5 separate regions of the Mus musculus genome follow, and all the other regions are linked to region 5. Evidence: chromatin contacts called from public Hi-C, HiCAR-type and promoter capture Hi-C data. All regions are on one chromosome and are shown on one strand. The core of a region is the stretch at or near the end of the contact, and the rest is flanking DNA. Distances in the headings are between cores, read along the strand shown.

Evidence for each region. Promoter capture Hi-C pulls out the DNA fragments that hold promoters and counts their contacts. A called contact is a pair of places that touch in the nucleus more often than the background predicts. HiCAR-type assays count read pairs that join an accessible place to other places.
Region 1: a Hi-C map of B cells shows a contact between it and region 5, with 6 read pairs. The contact joins the promoter of Mcm5 here to the promoter of Tmem184c in region 5. A contact is called at or near these places in 3 of 39 promoter capture datasets (the HPC-7 cell line, embryonic stem cells and pre-B cells), 3 of 484 Hi-C or Micro-C datasets (B cells, CD8 T cells and muscle stem cells), 1 of 115 datasets of contacts at active chromatin or transcription factors (large pre-B cells) and 1 of 9 other capture datasets (liver).
Region 2: a contact with region 5 is called in a promoter capture Hi-C map of hippocampal neurons, with 5 times the contacts expected there. The contact joins the enhancer-like site here to the promoter of Tmem184c in region 5. A contact is called at or near these places in 6 of 39 promoter capture datasets (the C10 cell line, the HPC-7 cell line, embryonic stem cells and 3 more) and 1 of 484 Hi-C or Micro-C datasets (B cells).
Region 3: a contact with region 5 is called in a promoter capture Hi-C map of pre-B cells. The contact joins the promoter of Anapc10 here to the promoter of Tmem184c in region 5. A contact is called at or near these places in 1 of 39 promoter capture datasets (pre-B cells), 1 of 115 datasets of contacts at active chromatin or transcription factors (astrocytes) and 1 of 9 other capture datasets (liver).
Region 4: a contact with region 5 is called in a HiCAR-type map of astrocytes, with 5 times the contacts expected there. The contact joins the promoter of Otud4 here to the promoter of Tmem184c in region 5. A contact is called at or near these places in 3 of 39 promoter capture datasets (embryonic stem cells, hippocampal neurons and pre-B cells), 2 of 115 datasets of contacts at active chromatin or transcription factors (astrocytes and large pre-B cells) and 1 of 9 other capture datasets (macrophages).

What each region holds. Positions count from the first base shown.
Region 1 is chr8:75,108,133-75,111,663 of GRCm38.p6, forward strand. It overlaps Mcm5 (minichromosome maintenance complex component 5), which reads left to right and starts at 1,377. Exons shown (of 17, transcript NM_008566.3): 1 at 1,377-1,489; 2 at 1,568-1,742; 3 at 1,958-2,084; 4 at 2,168-2,296. The coding sequence starts at 1,576.
Region 2 is chr8:75,082,313-75,086,188 of GRCm38.p6, forward strand. No RefSeq gene overlaps it. Among named protein-coding and RNA genes, the nearest start is that of Hmox1, 9.4 kb to the right of the region's middle. Within about 2 kb of position 1,664, at least 286 of the 459 cell types and tissues checked have an H3K27ac peak or open chromatin away from gene starts, as enhancers often do. A contact at or near this core is called in the HPC-7 cell line, embryonic stem cells and hippocampal neurons, where this site is marked.
Region 3 is chr8:79,709,672-79,713,486 of GRCm38.p6, forward strand. Anapc10 (anaphase promoting complex subunit 10) reads left to right here and starts at 2,092. Exons shown (of 5, transcript NM_001357234.1): 1 at 2,092-2,173; 2 at 3,482-3,608. The coding sequence starts at 3,494. Abce1 (ATP-binding cassette, sub-family E (OABP), member 1) reads right to left here and starts at 2,069. Exons shown (of 18, transcript NM_015751.2): 1 at 1,872-2,069.
Region 4 is chr8:79,638,386-79,642,036 of GRCm38.p6, forward strand. Otud4 (OTU domain containing 4) reads left to right here and starts at 1,291. Exons shown (of 21, transcript NM_001256033.1): 1 at 1,291-1,679. The coding sequence starts at 1,521. Gm51579 reads right to left here and starts at 1,520. Exons shown (of 1, transcript XM_030243905.1): 1 at 1-1,520. The coding sequence starts at 1,477. The coding sequence ends at 968.
Region 5 is chr8:77,608,228-77,612,196 of GRCm38.p6, forward strand. It overlaps Tmem184c (transmembrane protein 184C), which reads right to left and starts at 2,426. Exons shown (of 10, transcript NM_145599.4): 1 at 1,876-2,426. The coding sequence starts at 1,998. Gm39200 (a long non-coding RNA gene) reads left to right here and starts at 3,854. Exons shown (of 3, transcript XR_878939.2): 1 at 3,854-3,969.

The DNA.
Region 1 (3,531 bases), core at 127-2,626, 2.5 Mb before region 5:
GCTAAAATTCTGTTCAGTGCCTAAGTCCAGCATTCCATCTGTACCTGAGGGGAAGCCCCAGCCAACAATGCGGAATTACATCCCTGCTATTGGTGACAACTGTTAAGAACAGCCTCGATTTTGGTCAAGAAGCAAATAAAGCAATCTAAAATAAAATGTGTTAAACCTGTCTTGGCACACAGGGATTACCATGAAATGCTGAGAAAACCAAGTCTTAGATTCACCTGGTATTTTTTTTTAATTGCAAAAATGCTCAAACTTTATTCTCTGTAAATATATGTTTGAATGGTTGCTGCAGCAATAGGTTTCCACTTGTTCGTGTGGATGGGAGGAACTCAAAGGAAAATCTACACTAAGGTTGCTATGCTAAATCTGCCTCCCCCCCCCCCCAAGATTTCCATTTGGAATTTGGCCATGAATTTTGCATGGTTTAAGCATTGCCAAGGAATTAAAAAAGTTCTACAGTCATCATAATTATTCGTCTGAATCTGAATGAAAGAAAACATCCCTGGCTTCCTGGGCTTTGGTACTATCTGAGTAGGGGAAGGTGAGCCACCTGGTCCCAAAGCTGCGGAGACAGCACTCTGGCACCTCCTGCCGGGCTGGAGCAAGAGTACACCTCAGGCATACTGCTTTCTCACAGCAGCTCTGAAAGGGGTGGTTTTCTCATATACTTATTTTAAAGGCAGGGTTTCTTCAGCCTCCCTAGTGCTAGCAGATATGGGGGAGGGCTGATAAGTCTACTTTTTATTTATGTGTCTGTATCCAATTGCTCAGTCATTGCTCCAGTCCGTTTCCTTTTACTTAAAAAAAAAGTGTACTTATGTACAGATACATATATCTTTCTCTCTCTACATCTAACATGTACGTGGCCCATAGAGGCCAGGAGAGGACATTGGGTTCTCTGGAGCAGGAGTCACAGGCAGTTCTGAGCCCCTGACTAGGGTACTGAGAACAGAGACTGGGTCTTCTAAAAGTACAGCAAACGCTATTGACCACCGATCCATCTCTCAAGTCCCACCTTTTTACTTGGGAAAGGGGCTCCCTAAGTCACCCAGGCTGGCCTTGAACTTGCGATCCTCCTGCTTAGACTTTACGAGGAGCGGGGCTGACAGACCTGCGCCACTGGGCTAGGTTTTCTCCGAAGGCCTAAGGTTTAAACGCTCACAAAGCTCCCGAGCCTCTCCGCCATCTTTGCTCGGTTAGCTGCTAGCGCCAAGAACTTTCGCGCCAAAACGTCCAGCCTCACAAAATGGAGACCGGAAAGAGTTGACTCGTGACGTCACCAAGACGCCACAGCCAATCATCTTGGGAACCAGGCCTTGGAGGCGGGACTCAACCGGCGCAGAGCAGTCCAATAGCTATCCGCGGCGCTGAACGAACCAATAGGAGCGCAGAGACCGCGGTGGACAAACGCGGAGGCTGGTTTTTCCCGCGAAAGTCGGCTTCCTCTAGGAGGGCTGAGGTTCGTGTGGCGCGCCGCTGTGAGGTGAGGGAATTGCGGGACCCCGTCTAGGGAAGCTCCCGCCGCCCCGGGGTGCTCAGCTCTCTGTCTCCCTTGACCCAGGTACAGTCATGTCGGGCTTCGACGACCCGGGCATTTTCTACAGCGACAGCTTCGGTGGCGACCCCGGTGCGGAAGAGGGCCAGGCCCGCAAGTCGCAACTGCAGAGGCGATTCAAGGAGTTCCTGAGACAGTACCGAGTGGGCACCGATCGCACGGGCTTCACCTTCAAGTACAGGTGCGACAGTGTCCGTGAACCATTCTTACGGGGGACGCCTTTTCTTGACAGTCCCTCTTCAGGCCTAAATTTAGGATAGAGTGGTCTACAATTAGGTGTCTTTTGAGAGAGGTGGGGGCATTGGTGCCTGTGAGGACCGGGGTGCACAGGCACTGCTGCTGACGGTCCCTCAATGCACCCTTCCTGTCCCTCTGCCCCTTTGTTGACCACTAAAGAGATGAACTCAAGCGGCATTACAACCTGGGTGAATACTGGATCGAGGTGGAGATGGAGGACCTGGCCAGTTTTGACGAGGAACTGGCTGACCACTTGCATAAACAGCCGGCCGAGCACTTACAGCTGGTGAGTAGCACCCATTTCAGAGCCTCCTAAACCCGGGCCCTGCCCCATCATCACCAGCAGCTTATGCCTTTCCTCTTCTTCAGCTTGAGGAAGCTGCCAAGGAGGTGGCAGATGAGGTGACCCGGCCCCGGCCAGCTGGAGATGAGCTGCTCCAAGACATCCAGGTCATGCTCAAGTCAGATGCCAGCCCGTCGAGCATTCGGATTCTGAAGGTAGGAGTTTATTGAATGGCTAGTCAGGGTGGCATGGCCGCTGTGTGGTGCAGAAGGCGTCTGAGACAGGTAGCTTGGAGCACCAGATGTGTGACCCTGACCAAGACATTTGACTTAACTTAGTCTTTATCCTGTGTAAAATTACCTCAATGGGGTTGATGTCTTAAAGGGAAGGCAGAGTTGAGTCTTGCAGAACAACAGTGAGTTCCTATCCATCAGGGAGACTAAAAAAATAGTAAATGCCATCCATAACTGGGAGGCAGAAGTAGAAGCCTGGTGTACATGAGACCCTGTCTCGAAAAGAAAAGAACGTGGGGACAATGTGGCTATTGCTGAGAGGGTAGAGAGTTGAGGAAGAATACTTTAGAGGAAGTGTTGTTGGAGCTGAAATTGATTGATGTGTAGCCAGTCGGGTCAAAACCTTGAAGAGTGTTCCACCAGACTCAGTCTAATGAAGGATTGCAACAGGGAAACCAATGGAAATCATCTCGTAGGTGTCCTCTGGTACAAGTCATTCCTTGATTTAAGCCTGAATCATAATTAAGGCTTAAGCCCTTTAGTTTTGTTTCGTTGTTTTGTTTTTTTCCGAGACAGGGTTTCTCTGTATAGCCCTGGCTGTCCTGGAACTCACTCTGTAGACCAGGCCGGCATTGAATTCAGAAATCCGCCTGCCTCTGCCTCCCGAGTGCTGGGATTAATTGTCCTACATTCTTATCACTGGCATGCTTGTGGCCCTTTCATAGTTTAAGAGTCTTGTGCATGTGTGTGTTCTCTAATCTAGCCCAAGATGCCCCGAGTTGGAGAAATGGTAGGGAGATTGTCTCACCTGTAGACTGGTGAGGCTGGCACAGAAAGCAATGGAATGTGTGAGAATGTTTCACTGTGTATAGTGAAGATAACAGAGACTAAAAAGAAGAGGACTTGTCATCTAGCTTAATGATTAGTAGTAACAGGCCAGCCATTTTGACTTTACTGACTCCTAACAGTATATGTCCCTGAAAGGTGAGGATTTTATTTTGAAGCAGGGTTTCATTACATAGCAGCTCTGGCTGTCCGGAACTTACTATATAGACTGGTCTGGCTTTGAACTCAGATCCACCTGTCTCTGTCTCTAAAGTGATGGTATCAAAGGTGTGCACCACCACGTCTGGCACAAGGAATCATTTTTACAGCATGACTATTAATGAATGGTCTAATGAATACATTCTAAAGAGACACTTTAGCTATCAGACCAC
Region 2 (3,876 bases), core at 414-2,913, 2.5 Mb before region 5:
ACCTCTCCAGCCCAGGAAGTCCTGTTTAACCACATGGTTTATTATGAATGGACTCAAAGCCAGGCTTAGGGTTGTTTCTTCCTTCTGGTGTGTGATTTATCTGGTTGAGACAAGATCCTGCCGTGTGGATGTGCCTAACTCACTGCCTCCGTCTCCTGCTCCAGAAGCCTTCACTGTGGACTCCTTTGACCACACAATCTTTTACTCTCTGCTCAGGAACCTGTCCGTACTCTCTGTGTTCATCTCCATCTCCTGCAAAAAAGAGGCTTCTATGGTGAAAACTGAGAGATGGGTATAAAGATAAGAAGTTTGGAGGCAGGCTGGGTGTGGTGACAACTCCTCCTGAACCCCACCAGGTGTCACTTTCACAACTAGTGGGCCTGAAATGTGTTTTGTTTGTTGGAGTGTTTTCCTTTTTGGTCTACTGGAGATGGAACATGAACTTTGCGAATGCTTTACAGTGTACTTAAAATGTTTATGTAAAAGCCACGGTTAGAAATAAGTGGAAGGAAATCAGTCTTTGTTGAGCAGTTTTGTTTTTCATTTTTACCTTACATAAAGCAAATTATTAACAGAAATCAACTTGAGAAGTCCTGTTCAACCTCAATGACTCCCCTTCCTTTCAGAGGGGATGGGGTGATATCCTCAATCTGCTCCATCGTCATCCCAGAGGGAGCAAAAGCTCTGAGGGATGACCGGGCTCCAGGTCTTGGTCCCGATTCCCCTCTCGTGGCCGGAGTTTGATATACACAGGGCAGTGATGCTCAGCTCCTCGCACCTGGGCGGCCACATGGCTACATATAACGAGGTCTCATCTAATCAGTCTTTACTTTCCTTGCTAGAAATCCATAACATAGACAAAGGTATCACCCAATACATTCTATCCCTCAGCCTCTTGAGGTCCCAGGCTGATGACTTATTCTTCCTTCTCCTTTCAAGGTGCTATTTCTCCAGAGTTCTCCCTGTTAAGTACGGTTTTCTTTTTAATGATTTATTTATTTTTATTTTCTGTACAGTGGTGATTTGACTGCAAGTATGTCTGTGTGAGGGTGTCAGATCCCGTGGAACAGGAGTTACAGACAATTGTGAGCTGCTACGTGGTGCTGGGAATTGAACCTGCATCCTCTGGAAGAGCAGCCAGTGCTCTCAACTGCTGAGCCACCTCTCCAGCTCCTGAGCAGCGTTTTAGTCTACTTGTTTTTCCAGACAAAGTTTCTCTGTGTAGTCCTTCCTAGCTGTCCTTGTCACTTTGTAGACCAGGCTGGCTTTGAAATCAAAGATTCACTTGCCTTTTCCTCTAAGTACTGAGATTAAAGGCATGTGCCACCATGACCATCTGTTAACAGTTTTAAGGAAAAGAAGTGTGTGTGTGTGTGTGTGTGTGTGTGTGTGTGTGTGTGTGTGTGTGTGTGTGTGTGTAACTGACCCTGTTGAATTCCCAGCGGTGAAAGCAGCTGGTTCCCACCATCCTGAAGCTGTAGGCAGGGTCCACCAGATCACTTCTCCCATCTAGCTTCCAGGGGAGAGGACGCGGAGGAGCAGGGGCTAGCATGCGAAGTGAGCAAGCTGTTCCCACGGAGCAGCAGCCAGGGCAGTCTTAAGCAATCCATTAGGAATCCGGAGCTGTGCCTTTTCTGCTGAGTCAAGGTCCGGGGCTGTGTGACGCTGAGTCACGGTCCCGAGGTCTGTTTTCGCTGAGTCATGGTTCCCGTTGCTCCAGACTGAACCCTTAGGGGCGGAGTCCTGGCAAGGAGAGCGGACGTGCTGGCGTGGCACGTCCTCTCTGTGGGCGGGGGGGGGGGGGGATAGTTTAGGTTCAGATACAGCCCTTAAAGGCAGGGAACTATAGAGGGGCATAAAGCAAATAGTTTATATAACGTGTGTTTACAGACTCTTTAAAAAGAACCACTGTAAGAAGATCAACTCGAAGCTACCAGATACTTTGCCTTTATATTAATAAGTTAGTTTGAAATAACCATCCCCAAGTATGCCTTTCTGCATTGTAAAAATGGTGTGTGTGTGTGTGTGTGTGTGTGTGTGTGTGTGTTTTGGAGGGCAATTGAATGAAGGTTAGAGGATGACTTTGTGAAGTCAATTATCTCTACCTTTTCAAGGATTCCAGGAATTGACCTCAGGTGGTCAGGTTTGTACTACAAACATTTAACCCCAGTGAGCCATCTCCCCAGCTCTTGGCACAAAGATTATTTTGTGCTAAAGGCTTAAAGAAAAAAAAAAAAAAAAAAAGACAGGTTCTCATTATGTAGCCCTTACAGGCCTAGAACTCAGTTATCTCTATCTCCTGTGCACTGGAATTAAAGACACCACCACTAATAAATAATAAAAAGCTTAGTTAAAAAAACAAACAAGGCAAGGCATGTTGGCTCACACCTGTAACCTTAGTGTTTGGGAGTCTGGAGTCTAAGGCAGAAGACAAGTTAGTAAGTTCAAGGCTTTTGGGTTAGAGGGTGAGAACTAAGCCAGCCTGGTCTACAAAGCAAAACCCCTTTTCAAAACTTTATGTATCAAAACAAACCGCAAAACAAAGACAGGAAATCCAGCTTCCACATGGAGGAAGCCACTCACAGGCCAGGAGGAAAGCAGGAGGTCAGGAAGTAGGAGTTAAGGTAATGATTCTCTGTGAGTTCTGGTCCGTGGACACTTTCTTCCTGATAATCCTCCTTGTCTTGTTACAGATCCCCTTCATCTTAGCCTCACTCAGCTTAGTCACGCCTGGCTCCAAGATGTTCCTGTCTCTGCTTCCTTGAGTGTTCCTGTTCACACTCATTCGTAGTCACTCACGTGTGTATACTCTCTCCCTGTTGATGTCACATGCACTTGCATACTTTCTCTCTGCTAGTCAATCCTATCACTTAACTCCCAGACCGGGCTGAAAGCTCTGGACCCAGGGCACTTTGCCTCCACTTACAATATAATGAACCACACCAGTTGTTTGCAGTTGTACAGGAGTGCGGAGAAACTATCATCTGAGCATGACTTGATAGAGAATTTAAGTGGTCTGCAGTGTACTCTTTGGTGAGGGGAGGGGCAAAGGGGAACACAAATAAATGGGACAAAACTCTACCCATAAAAAGGTGTATAGAAACCAGGCAGTGGTGGCACATGCCTTTAATCTTAGGATTTGGGAGGCAAAGGCAGGCAGATTTCTGAGTTTGAGGCCAGCCTGGTCTACTGAGTGAGTTCCAGGAGAGCCAGGACTACACAGAGAAACCCTGTGTTGACAACCTCTGCCCCCCTCACCCCCCAAAAAGATATGTGTATAGAAATTCCTTGGTGATGGTATTTGTTCATTTGTTTTCGTTTTCTTGCTGCTTGTATGGACATTTGAAATCACTTCCCAAGAAAGGTTTACTTTTCTGTGTGGGATAGAAGTATAAGAGGCCCCCAGGCCTTAACACTCCTTAGTCCATATGGAAGTGACATCCAGAACATGGAACTCAGCACGTAGATAACAAGTACCACAAGTCCATAGGTCTGCGAAAGTCTCAAAATGTACTTACCTTGCTTTTTAGCTTCTGTAGCTCTGCTTCTGGCTAACTGTTCTTGTTAACTTTAGTGTATCAACCTAGAACATGGTCTTTGTGCTTAAAAGCTCAGCCTAAGAAAGGTTACTCCGGGGTTCTGAACACGTGAAGGTCAGAAGGCAACTCTATGGAGTTGGTTCTCTCTGTCCATCTTTGCATGGGTTCCAGAGAGAGCAAACTCAGTAATCAGGCTTGCTCTTTACCCACTGAGCCATCTTGACAGATAAACTCAAGAAAAGGGACAGAAGGAAGCTGATATTCATAACTGTGGTGGAGGACAAAGCTGTGCCGGATACTAGTGACTGCCCCACCCTAGTGCAGAAGGCTTTGGAAA
Region 3 (3,815 bases), core at 842-3,341, 2.1 Mb after region 5:
GATTAGACTTGGAGGGACAGAAGCAATCTTGCTCCTCACTGTTGTCCTACACTATTTCCTCTTCCTCCCTAAGAACACTCTTAGACCTCAAGGTTTCCATCATTTACAGACTACCAGACTACTTCATTTCAAACTGGTAAATGCTCTACTTTGTTTTGGTAGAGGTGAGCAAAGCTATAGTAATGAAAAACAAACCAAATCAACAAAAACTAAAACCTTAACTGTTGTGCTGACAAAGTCATTTCTTTAAAAACTGATACAGGTCTCCTAAGTTTAACTTAGAAATTAAATGATTTTACTTTACCTCTAAAGCTTACTTAAAACCCCAAACCAACCATGTACTCGTCAAAGAAATTGACTATTTTAGCAAACAAACTAATAAACCATGCATTCCAATACAAATAAAAAATGCTTTTCTACAAAGTACCCAGTAAATGAAAGTATTTTCAGAGAATAAATCTTTCACTATGATAAGAGCCTATAATAAGTAATATTTATAGGGAACAGAAATATACTAGAGGTGGCTAATTAAATTGATTTAAATAATAAAATAAATTATTTTACATTTAAGAAAAAGAAATATAGATTCTTTGGATAACGGTTACATAGGTAAACATAATTTGTGCAACCTCCCGATTTCCAAGAATTATGGAAATGGAGTTAGTTCCCTTCTTTCCAATAGAAAGACACCTGAAGAGGAATTATTACAGGAAAAACTTTTAGGAATACAAAAAGATCTGAAAACACTTAGAATGTTTTTCTGAAACATATTTTTGTCTTTGTTGTTTCATTTATAGAGGTGAGCTAAGCAGTGCTATGAAAAGATAAAACCTTAAATACATTTTGGTTCAAAAATATTTAAGCTTTTTGATTATAGTGAATACATTATCAACTGACAGACACAGGGTGACTACTTTCAGCATACAGGACCATAGGCTACAATACAAATGTTACTCTAACTCCGTAGTTTGTAGTCCCTTGGAAGAAAGGGCAAAGCAATAAAAGCTTTTTGACAGCTATTCCTTAGTTACCATTTTTACCATCAAAATAGAGAAAATACTTATGTAGCTCTTGAGGTTCAGAAATTCACCTTTGACCATCATTTATTTGCAACACATACTAAATACCTACAATGTATTAAGCCTAGAAAGGATATTTAAAGGCATTTTGAAGACAGCATCCCTGATGTCAAGAAGCCGAAGAGGTAATAAACAAGAGATTAAGTCACTAATGGGAAGAGGACAGGGTGCTACAAAGTGCTTCTCGGAAGTCCTAAAGACAGGCACTCAACTCGGAAACTCACTTGGTCTACTAACCGCAGTCCCAACTGAGAACACGTCGCTCTATGAGAAAGATAGAACGTTTGCCTATCATTTCCATAAAGTCTGGGACTGGACTAGGAGCACTGGACTTCATGGCGGCAAGATGCTATGAGTCAGTCCACAATTATTAAAAAAAAAAAAAAAGGATTACTTCTTACAACCAAATGCCAACATAGCCGTCTGACTGTGAGGGGAAGCTTGGGGGATCTGCTGGGTGCGGAGCGTCCTCCACAGAAGGGTTAGCTTGAGGGTGGGAGCGGGGGTGGGGGGAAGGGGCAGTGGAGGGTGGCGAGCAGAGGCTATGGCATCTGCGACCGTTCTCGTGGCAGCGGGCCGTGTCTGGAATACAGACGCCCTGAGGCCGGGATGGCCGAACGGACGCGCGCGGAACGCTCCGGCGTCCCAGATGTGCAGCTGGAGCCGGTTGCCACGCGCTACGGTCTCCGCTACTGAGGCCTAACTTACAGGCGTTCCGACTGTGTCCCTAAGAGTCTTCCCAAGGTGGCAGCCGGCCGCCTAACACCAAACCTCTCCCGCGAATTCTCGTACCTGGAGACAGCGGGCCCCTTACAGCGGGGCGTGCAGTAGCCAAAGCAGCGCTAGCCGTCAGGTCTTAGCACACAGCGTGTTCTTACCGCCACCGGCAAAGATGGCGGTGCACAGCCGCCGCCTCGCGCAAGGCATGAGGGCATAGTGCGCGTGCGCGACAGAGCGCAGAGTCGGCGCCCTGGAGGGAGTGATGACGTTGGTGACGTCATTGCGCCGCGACGCCAATGAACTGAGGGAGCCTAGAATCGTCGAGCCGCAGTGGGAGTGGCGGGGGCCTGAGAACCGGAATTGTGGCGAATCAGGTGTGTAAGACAGCGGCTCTCCCTCGGTTTAGAGAACTGTGTGCTAGCGGGCGCAGGTAGAGCCCTTCTCCCTAGTCTCGGCGGCGTTAGGCTTGCTGTCTCCTCAGGCTTTGTGGGCCTTGCTAATCCGGTAAGACGGAGGTGGTAGGCAGGATCCCAAGTCTAATTCTCAGCTCCTTCAGTATTACTGTTTAAGGCCAGGAACCCATTTCTTCCCTAGCGTTTTGTCTCATCTACTTGGCTGTTCTTTGAATTTTGTTCCCGTGTCGAGATGGGCCGCCCCTCTCCCCCTACATCTCCAATGGCATGGTATTCATGTTTTAACGGAATGTATGTCTCTGTGATTATGTAAATTATAAATTATTATTGTTTGTGCGGTGGTTATAAGGATAGTTTGGAATCCAAAGGGACGTGTCAAGGTGGTGGTCTATAGTTATGTTAGCCTTGTAGCAGAACTTTATGGAATTTATTATAAGTATAATTTACAATAGTGTAAAGTAGCCATAAAAGTCACCGAAACAATTTAACATGGTTTTCACTCTCCAAGAAGTTTTTTTTTCATACTTTTCATAGATTTACTAGGATTAACAAAAGGTAAGGAGGATGAAGGAAATATGAGTGATTATTTTGCCATTGAAATTTTACTTTATTTTTTTTTTTTGATATATTTCTGTAGACAGAGTATTGATAGCTTATTTCTTTGCCGTCAGTGAAATTAGCCAGTTTAAGCCAGATTAGAGTATATTAAATGCAGGTTTATTGGGAAGCTGATCTTAGATGGGCGAGTTCACTAGCCCCAAGGACGAAGGCCAGGGAAATCTCCATGGGGAAGCGGGGGGGGGGGGGGGGGGTAGGAAAGAGAGAAGGGGTTGAGTGCACGCAGAGAAAGAAGTGGAAAACAGGAAGAGAGACCAAAACGTCTGGTTTATATAGGGAGAAACCTCTGGGGGAAGGGCAGCCCAGCCCTTGGGCTGGAAAGTTCAAGGTTCCAGGCAGGATATCCAGATAGGGACTGAGGGATGCTGGGAGAACCTGGAAGCCAGGTCCTGCTTTGGTATTTAAAATATGCATCTCATTCCCTGGTCCCGGGTCTGAAACCAAACAGGTATCTCTGTGTAGTCCTGGAGCTCACTGTGGTCGACCAGGTTGACCTGGAACTCAGATTCTTGTGCTTCTGCAGCCTTTGCCTCCCTGAGTACTAGGATTACAGATATGTGCCACAACGCTGGGCACTGAAATTCTGTTTTTATATTTTTGCAGAAGGATTGTCATGGCATGGTAGAATGTATATTGCTTGTCTCTCTATAGAATAATTTAAAAATGACCACACCGAACAAGACACCTCCTGGTGCTGATCCTAAGCAGTTGGAGAGGACAGCAACAGTCAGGGAAATTGGGTCTCAGGCTGTTTGGTCACTCTCTTCCTGCAAACCAGGTAAGCAAAACAAAACCCCAGACTATGATAATCATTATTTACAATCAATCTTCTCTTCTCTTCTCTTCTCTTCTCTTCTCTTCTCTTCTCTTCTCTGAGACATGGTTTCTCTGTGTAGCCCTGGCTATCCTGGAACTTGCTCTGTATACCAGGTTGGCCTTAAATTCAGAACCTCTGCCTCTCGAGTGCCGGGATTAAAGGATAGCC
Region 4 (3,651 bases), core at 41-2,540, 2.0 Mb after region 5:
TTTAGCTTGCGATATATTTTCTAAAAATAGCACATTTATAGGAATATTTAAATATTAATAGCTTACATTTTAAGTAACGTGTTGCAATCCTACCACCTGGCATGTCTTGGCACCATTCCCAAGAATGCCTACACCTTTAAACCTAAGGTAATTTACCACTTTTCTTTTTCCAACACAACGTCAAGACCGAAGTTCTAATAAATTTAAATGATACGAGATGCTATTGTATGCTAGTAAAATAAAATTCTGACGTCCCAAGAGGTTAAGTTCCGGATTCGCAAACCCAATTGGACTGCTCAGGTCGGATTCCCCGTAGCGTTATCACCGAATTAAAAAAAAAAAAAAAAAAAAAAAAAAGAAGTAATTTCTTCTAACAGGGACAGCTCTTTGTGTGGCAGAGCGCAGCTGCTGTGACAGAATGAGCAGGCATGCCCTTGGCAAAGCCAGATCTTGTCAGAGTGTGAGCTGTCCCAATTTCAATCAACTGTCAACGCTTCATTGAGGGTCAAAATGGCTTAGGCTGGCGGCTCCAAGGGCCTCGGGTGAGGTGCCCGGTTTTCTGCTCTAAGCGTTTAGCCACCCCTAAGAAAACGCTAGGAGGGGAGGCCCTGAGTGGGGTGCGGACAGGTGCGTCCTCTGGAACTACACAAAGGGCCGGCGGCACCGCCACTGAGCCCCTAGCAACTGCACGCAAGCTGCGCTCGCGCGCTTTCCGCCGCCCCACGGCGCTCAGGGCGGGAGGCTCGCCGGGAGGGCGGGGCAGCGCGCGCAGGTCAGCGGCGTAAGCGACAGACACCCTCGGGCCTGCTCGCGGACGCGGCCTGGGAAGCGCGAAGGCAGTTCTAGGTTCGGCACCGCTAGCATTGTAGGGATTTGTAGTCCGCGAGCCCGTGGGGCACCTCCCCTCCGGGTAGGCCGACCCAGGCGTCCCCGCCCTCTGCACGAGGACTTCCTGCCGCGGCTTAAACTACAACTCCCGTCGTCCGCTGCGCCGAGGGCTGAAAGCGAAAACAAATTCTAGGCTGCGAGGTTGCTGCCCTCCGCCCGGCGCCCCTTCCCGCTCCCCGCCCCTCAGGCGCCCTCCGGCGAGGTGGGGAGACGAGCGGCCGTGGCTTTCTCTCCGCGTTTCCTCGGTTCTCGGCGTGGGGTGCGTGCGGGAGACGCAGGCCTCGCTTAATCTCAGCCGGGCGCGCCGCCGGGGCTTTTCTCGCCTCACACCGGTCGAGACCCGGAAACTTGTGGGGGCGGCGACCCCCGGGCTGCCCGCGGGCGCGTGTCCCTCCGCGGAGGCGGCCGCGTGCGGATGGCCATGCACTAGGCTGGGCTCACCTATGCTCCGGGAGAGCGCCGGCCACCGCCTCGGGCCGCTGCCGCCACCGCCTCTTCCTGCCGCCGCTCGCCGTGTCCGCGTCGGAGCCGGAGCCCGAGCCGCAGCCTGCCCCAGGCCCGGGCGTCGAGCAGCCGGCGGCGCGGCCATGTGGGGCTAGTTCGCCCCGCGCACGCTGCAGCGGACCGGCAACATGGAGGCAGCCGTCGGCGCGCCCGACGGCGTGGACCAGGGCGGCGTGGGGCCGCTGGAGGATGAGACGCCCATGGACGCCTATCTGCGCAAACTGGGCTTGTATCGGAAATTGGTCGCCAAGGACGGGTCGTGCTTGTTCCGGGCTGTGGCCGAGCAGGTAAAGGACCCGGGCCGGAGCCGGGCGGGCGCGGGGCTGGGTGCGACATGCCGCCCGCAGCTGCCTGGCCGCCCACGGCGGGGCTGCGCGTGGCTCGCTGTCGTCACAGCGGCCCATTGTAACGCCGGCACGGGACCGAGTGAGGACATCTCGGGCGGCCTGCTCGCAGCCTGACCGCCAGGGACCCAGCGACATGCTGTTTTTGAGTTGTGTTCCGCGTTCACCTGCGCTCAGTTTTTAGCAGCCGAGTGTTCCCACTAGTTAACCTCATGTTTACTGGAGGAGGTGCGGCACTCAGTGTGACTGCTTCACATTTTTTTTTTCCTGTTGCTGGACTTTGGAATGCGGGGTAGTCGGTCTCACCGGTGTCACTCGAAACAGGCGGCCAACTTTGCTGTTTAAGGAAAGCAGTCTTCCTGTATAGGGTCTTCCCAGTGACTTAATCTTGAGTAGGTCCCATACTATACTATGTTGGAATCAGGCAAGAATTTACTCTTCTAAAGGCCTTTAAGTAATAGGATGGATTTTCAGTATAGGCACATGTCGGGTTTTTTTTTTTGTTTCCGTTTTTTGTTTTGTTTTCCTTATTGGTCAAAAATTATTCCCAGTACAGATCGAACATTTTACCAAAGAGAAGTGAGTTAGAACTCAGGAGTGGGACGAGTTCCAGGGAAGAATACTCAAGGCTTTTCTTTTTTGAGAGCGAGCCCTTTTCCCCATGTTATGTAATCAGATGTAGGTGTGGGGTCACCAAAACCCATCCTATATTTGAAGACTAGCTGCTAAAGTAGTTGGATTAAAAAAGTTTCACATTACTGCTCCAGTTTGTATTTCATACCATTTACAGTTTGCTTTCCTTTGGCTTAATCTGGAGTTTTTATGGTTTTGTCCCCTCCCGCCCGCCCCCTTTTGTGAGCTAACTAGCTTTTAAGATTTCTGTTTTAGAATCACCAGGCTATGTATTTTTCAGAGTATGTAAATATGGAACACTTTGCACTTATGACAGGTATGTCCATTGAAACATTCTTTGATGCTTCCCAAACCATCCTACCATTTGATATCTCTTATTTTCAGAAATGTAGGAAGCTCCAGTGTGGGTGCTGTTTCCAGCCCAGTCTTTACTGTTACATAGGTAAACAGTCTGCTCCATTTGTGAGTTTTCCAGATGAAGAAGATTGTCTCCTTGTCTCAGCCTTCTTGGCCTCTAGCACCTCTAGAAGCTGAAGAGGGGAAGTGAAGTCATCCCATGGTGTCGGTTTATATTATAGTGCATTAGCAAGTTTGTGGAGGATGGAGGTAGAGGTTAGTGTTTGGAGTTGAGTTATCCAGGCCTATTTAAAGTGAGACAGAAAGGTGTGTTTCTGCCCATGAGACATGCCACAGATCCTTGGGGATAGAAGAGCAGCTTGGGGGACTCAGTGTCTGCACAGTGGGCAAGAGCTAGTTGCACTAAACTCATTGATGGGGGTAAACTCCGTTTCAGCCTTGGGATCTGGGTTAGTCTTAAAGGACCTAACCTTTACAAATTTGGGGACGCTTTATTTTGAATATATTGAGCCTACATCTAGGGGAAGCAACATAAGTATTCCAGTAGATCCAGACTGAGTGAGGAAGTAATGGTGAGGAAGAATGTGTTAGCCTCCGCTGCCTTTAAAAGTCTGTAGGAAGGATTTGTTTTAGTGGAATTTCTTTTCTGGTAAATAGTTCAATAAATATTTTTAAGAGTCAGGAAGCTAAATAGTCCTAAGAGAAGAGGATTCGAGCGCGCTTGAGATTAGCCTTTTCCCCTTCAGATTACCTGATTTAGAGATGCTTTTTCCTTTTTTTTTTTCTTTTTTCTTTTCACTTGTGGATTTGGGCCTGCAGGAAGCCTGACCTGAATCAGCTCCTAGCCTTGTAGCTAAAAATAGGGCACTCTTAGAGGACTTGCTAAAACAGTGTCTCAGCCTTTCCCTGTGTTTATCACTACCTT
Region 5 (3,969 bases), core at 1,176-3,675:
CTGTACTTAATCTCAAGCATTCTTTTAACTGTGGACAATGTGTAAAGTCTGACCACTAGGAACTGGGCTGGCCTCGCCTCATTCATTTGTTGAAACAACACCTAGTGCAAGTGGCCATACTTGGAGATAAGGCTGACAGGAAGGGATGTAGGTGAAATGAGGTCATAGTCTCAGGGAGGATGACCTCAAAAAGAGGTGCTTGAGCCATGTGAGGATTCAGCAAGAGCATGGCCATCTGCAACCCGAAATCACACTCACGCCCATGATATTCGACTCCAAAATAGTTTTCTGACTGTAAAACATGAATTCCTGTTGAAGCACTGTTTATGATTGATATAACACACACACACACATACACACATATGTATTAAACGTGTGCTTTTATGTGTGTGAGTGTTGGTGTGCAGGTGTGGAAGTCAGAGGACAACACTGGGGAGTCAGCTCTTCTTCCACCTTGAGGCAGGGTCTCTTATTTCGGCTGGCTGGCTGTCGAGCTTCTAGGCAAGTCTGTTTCCATCTTCCATCTTGCCATAAACACCATTCGAGAGGGTTACAGAGATGAGGCTCAGGCGGCCATGCTTGTGTACATTTCATTTCCCTTTCTATACTGTATTCCAAGGAATACTAAGTGAGGAAATTACATTTAAATTAAGATTGCTAGACCTAAATTTGGGTGGACAAATCTCAAATTGCCTAAAAACATAACAAATGAGAAATATTTAATGTCATATTTAATACCCTTAAACACCTATATGAACTATAATTAGAAAAGCCAACAAGATTTAGTGAACAAAAAGATCCTATGAATATGTTTAGACACACTGATTAAAATATTTTCCATAATCAAAGGGGGGTGGGTTGTATGCATCTACCTGGTCTGCCATAACTCTTCCAAAATAACTGTTTCTTAATAAAAGTACTTTTTGGTTATTAATTCTAAGTTTTCACTTTATAGATATACTATAGACATAGGTTAGCTATCCAGCTTGTAATACTTTACTAATGTCACAACATGACATCAACAAAGAGGGCCAGAGAGATGTCTCAGCTGGTAGGTGCCTGTCTCCAACCCTGATAGATTCAGCTCAGTCCTCAGCACTCATTATGATGAGAGAGCAGAGCCAACTGCTCCAAGTTGTCCACCTTCAGACCTCCACAACTGGACCATCCCACGAACACACCAACAAATACACCTTTTTTTTTTTTTAAATATAAAGGAACACACAGGGGATGTTTGTAAAATTTTTGCTTTGGTTAAGGAGTAACTTCAGGTCTGGGGATGAAGCTCAGATGGTAGAGTGCTTGCCTCAAATAAACAAAGCCCTGGGTTCAATCCCTGCATTGAGTAAACAGAATGATGGATACACCGGTAATCCAAGCACTGGGAAGTTTGGATGCAGGAGGATCATCCTAGTCTACAAAGCAAAATCCAGAACAGCCTGGTTTACAGGAGATTTTAAGGAAAGAAACAAAGAAAACTTGTAACTTCAAACGTAAAGTTAATTAGCAAAGTCAATTTAACAAGAATCCTTTGGTTCCAGAAAACCGGCTAAAAGCCTATAAAATCCAGAACATAGTTTTTAAGATGGTTTATTTGGTCTGGTCAAGCCCTAGTACCTGCATAGCAGATCTGATTTCAAGAATAAAGTTCTTTCTGGGACTGATGAATATTGGGAAAGCGCCCATTGTAAGTAGGTGCTTTAACTATTTGTTTCTCGACCCGGACCTACCTCCAGTTGTAGCGGCTAAATAAAACCAGTCAGGTTGGTTTAATGTCCACAGACGAAATGTTTTTCAGACCTCAAGCATTAGAAGGCAGACAAAGGAACTCTGTCAACCAGCGGAAGAAAGGGTAGAGGTGCAGGACCCTCTTACCTTCATTTTTTGAAACTTCCAAATGCATATCGGAACCGCGACCAGGATGGTTGTTGCGTAAAAAAGTACCAACAGGGGTCGGATCCATCTCCTCCAGTTACTCCGATTACATGCGCAAGGCATGTTCTGTAACAGATTCTCTTTGAGTAGCTGAATAATCGAACCAAACCAAGAATTTGGCAAGTTCGCTTTTTCGGTTGTCTTCTCCGCTGGCGCCCTATAGGAAAAGATTTACTAGCCGCTGGCGCCGCGTTCTCGGGTCGCTCTGTGTTTGCGGCTGCTGCAGCGGTGGCCGCTCGGGATGCTCGCAGGTGCAGGCTGCATCCTCGCCGGCCAACCCGCATGGACTCAGTGCCGCCGCGGCGTCGCCTCCGCCTCACCTGGAGGTCACCCAGAGTCTCCGCTGCATCGTGACCCCGAGGACTATCAGGGTAAACTAGGGATTCTAGGCACTCGGGGTCTGACCTGCATCTGGTACCCTACCAGCCCTCTCCCTAGTCCAGCTCTGGCAGGCTAGTCTCCGCCCCCGGAAGACCCGGCCCAGAACTTCCTCACTCACGGCTTTGGAACCTCTACAGTACTCATCTTCAGAACTCATCTTCCGCCGACTATTCCACTTCCGTTTCCGATCAGATGCTTGCAGCAAATGATTTGCTCTGAGTTTCAAGCTGAGCTAAACCTTGTCCCGCAACGCAAAGCATTGTGATTGGTCAGTTACGGAGGAGGGCGTGGCTGTAACCTAGGTTACCGAGAGGGCGTGGCAAGGGCAGGAAGGAGAGTAGCGGCGGATTTCTGGCATCTCTAATTTACCTAGTCTAAGTGGTTCCCTAAAAGGGCTCCGAAAGTTGTAGGAACTGGGGACGTTTCAGAAACACCCGCTACATTCCTGAGACTTTACTCCATCTAAAGAAAAGTCATAGTGAGGGGCAGTCACTGTGGAGTGGAACTTGAAATAGCTTTATTTTTCTCAGAAGGCTTCCCAGTTGTCTTTAGGGGTGGAATGGGAAGCCCGCTGGAATAAGACAGAATAGGTTAGATTTCAGTCAGTTGCTAGAGTTTAGGGTCCTAAGGAGGAATTTGTCTGCATAATTTCTAGACCCGGCAGAAGAATCATTCTAAGAATAGCTTTTTTGAAAGTAACCGCCAATATGAAATGTTCACGTTTCAAACTTGAGTTAAAAAAAAAACAAAATCTTATTTAAGATTTAAAAGGTTGGTATTCTGACATCTGTTCTATACACCTAAAGCTTTTAGCTGTATAGCTTTACAGATCAATGACACATGGGATCTTAAATTCTTTCTAAATCAAGGGAACAAGCAAACATCTGAGTCCCGACTAGACACTGAACACTGCATATATTGTCATTTTCTGAAATCAAACACTAACTTCTCTACCCATTTTGTATGAGTTGATCTGCATAAAAGTACCGAGTAGCGATGGGTAGTTTTCTGTTTCACAGATGAGAAAAGTGTCAAGTGATTAATAGTACCTATTAAGTAATAGAGCTGTTTTCTCTGACTTTGGACTCTGCTTGATGTTTAAATATTTGCCATCACCTGCAACCAGGGGACTTCTGCCTATTAGCCATCTGGACAAAATGTCATGGACCAGAGTCTCAAAGTATACAGATGAAATCACATTCCTCAGTTACCAGAGCCTGGAGTCTGACTTCTGCAGTCTTTCTCCTGTGATCTCCATTTTGCACATTTCCTTAAAGGGGCTGTAGGACTTTAGTTTGGTCTACACTATAAGTTAAAATAGTTGGTTTTAAGGAAATTCCTAACCATTAATGAAATCTTGGTATACTGTTGAAGTTCAGAAAATTAGGGAAAACTCTTGCTTTACAGCTTATCACCACTACTTATTTCTTGGCAAATGGCAGTCTTTTTGGATAGGCTGTCTAACAGGACTTGTTTCTGTGTGTCCAGCCACACTCTTACTGCTTCTGATAGCCATCTTCTCCATTCCTTCTCATAGGAAGCCAATTTTTTACACAATTTCTGAAATCTATTTCTGCACTCTAGTGCTGAGCCCGGTATGGCTATGGTGGGGACAGAGTGACATGGTTCCTGCCCTTGGGACAAGTCCTCCAG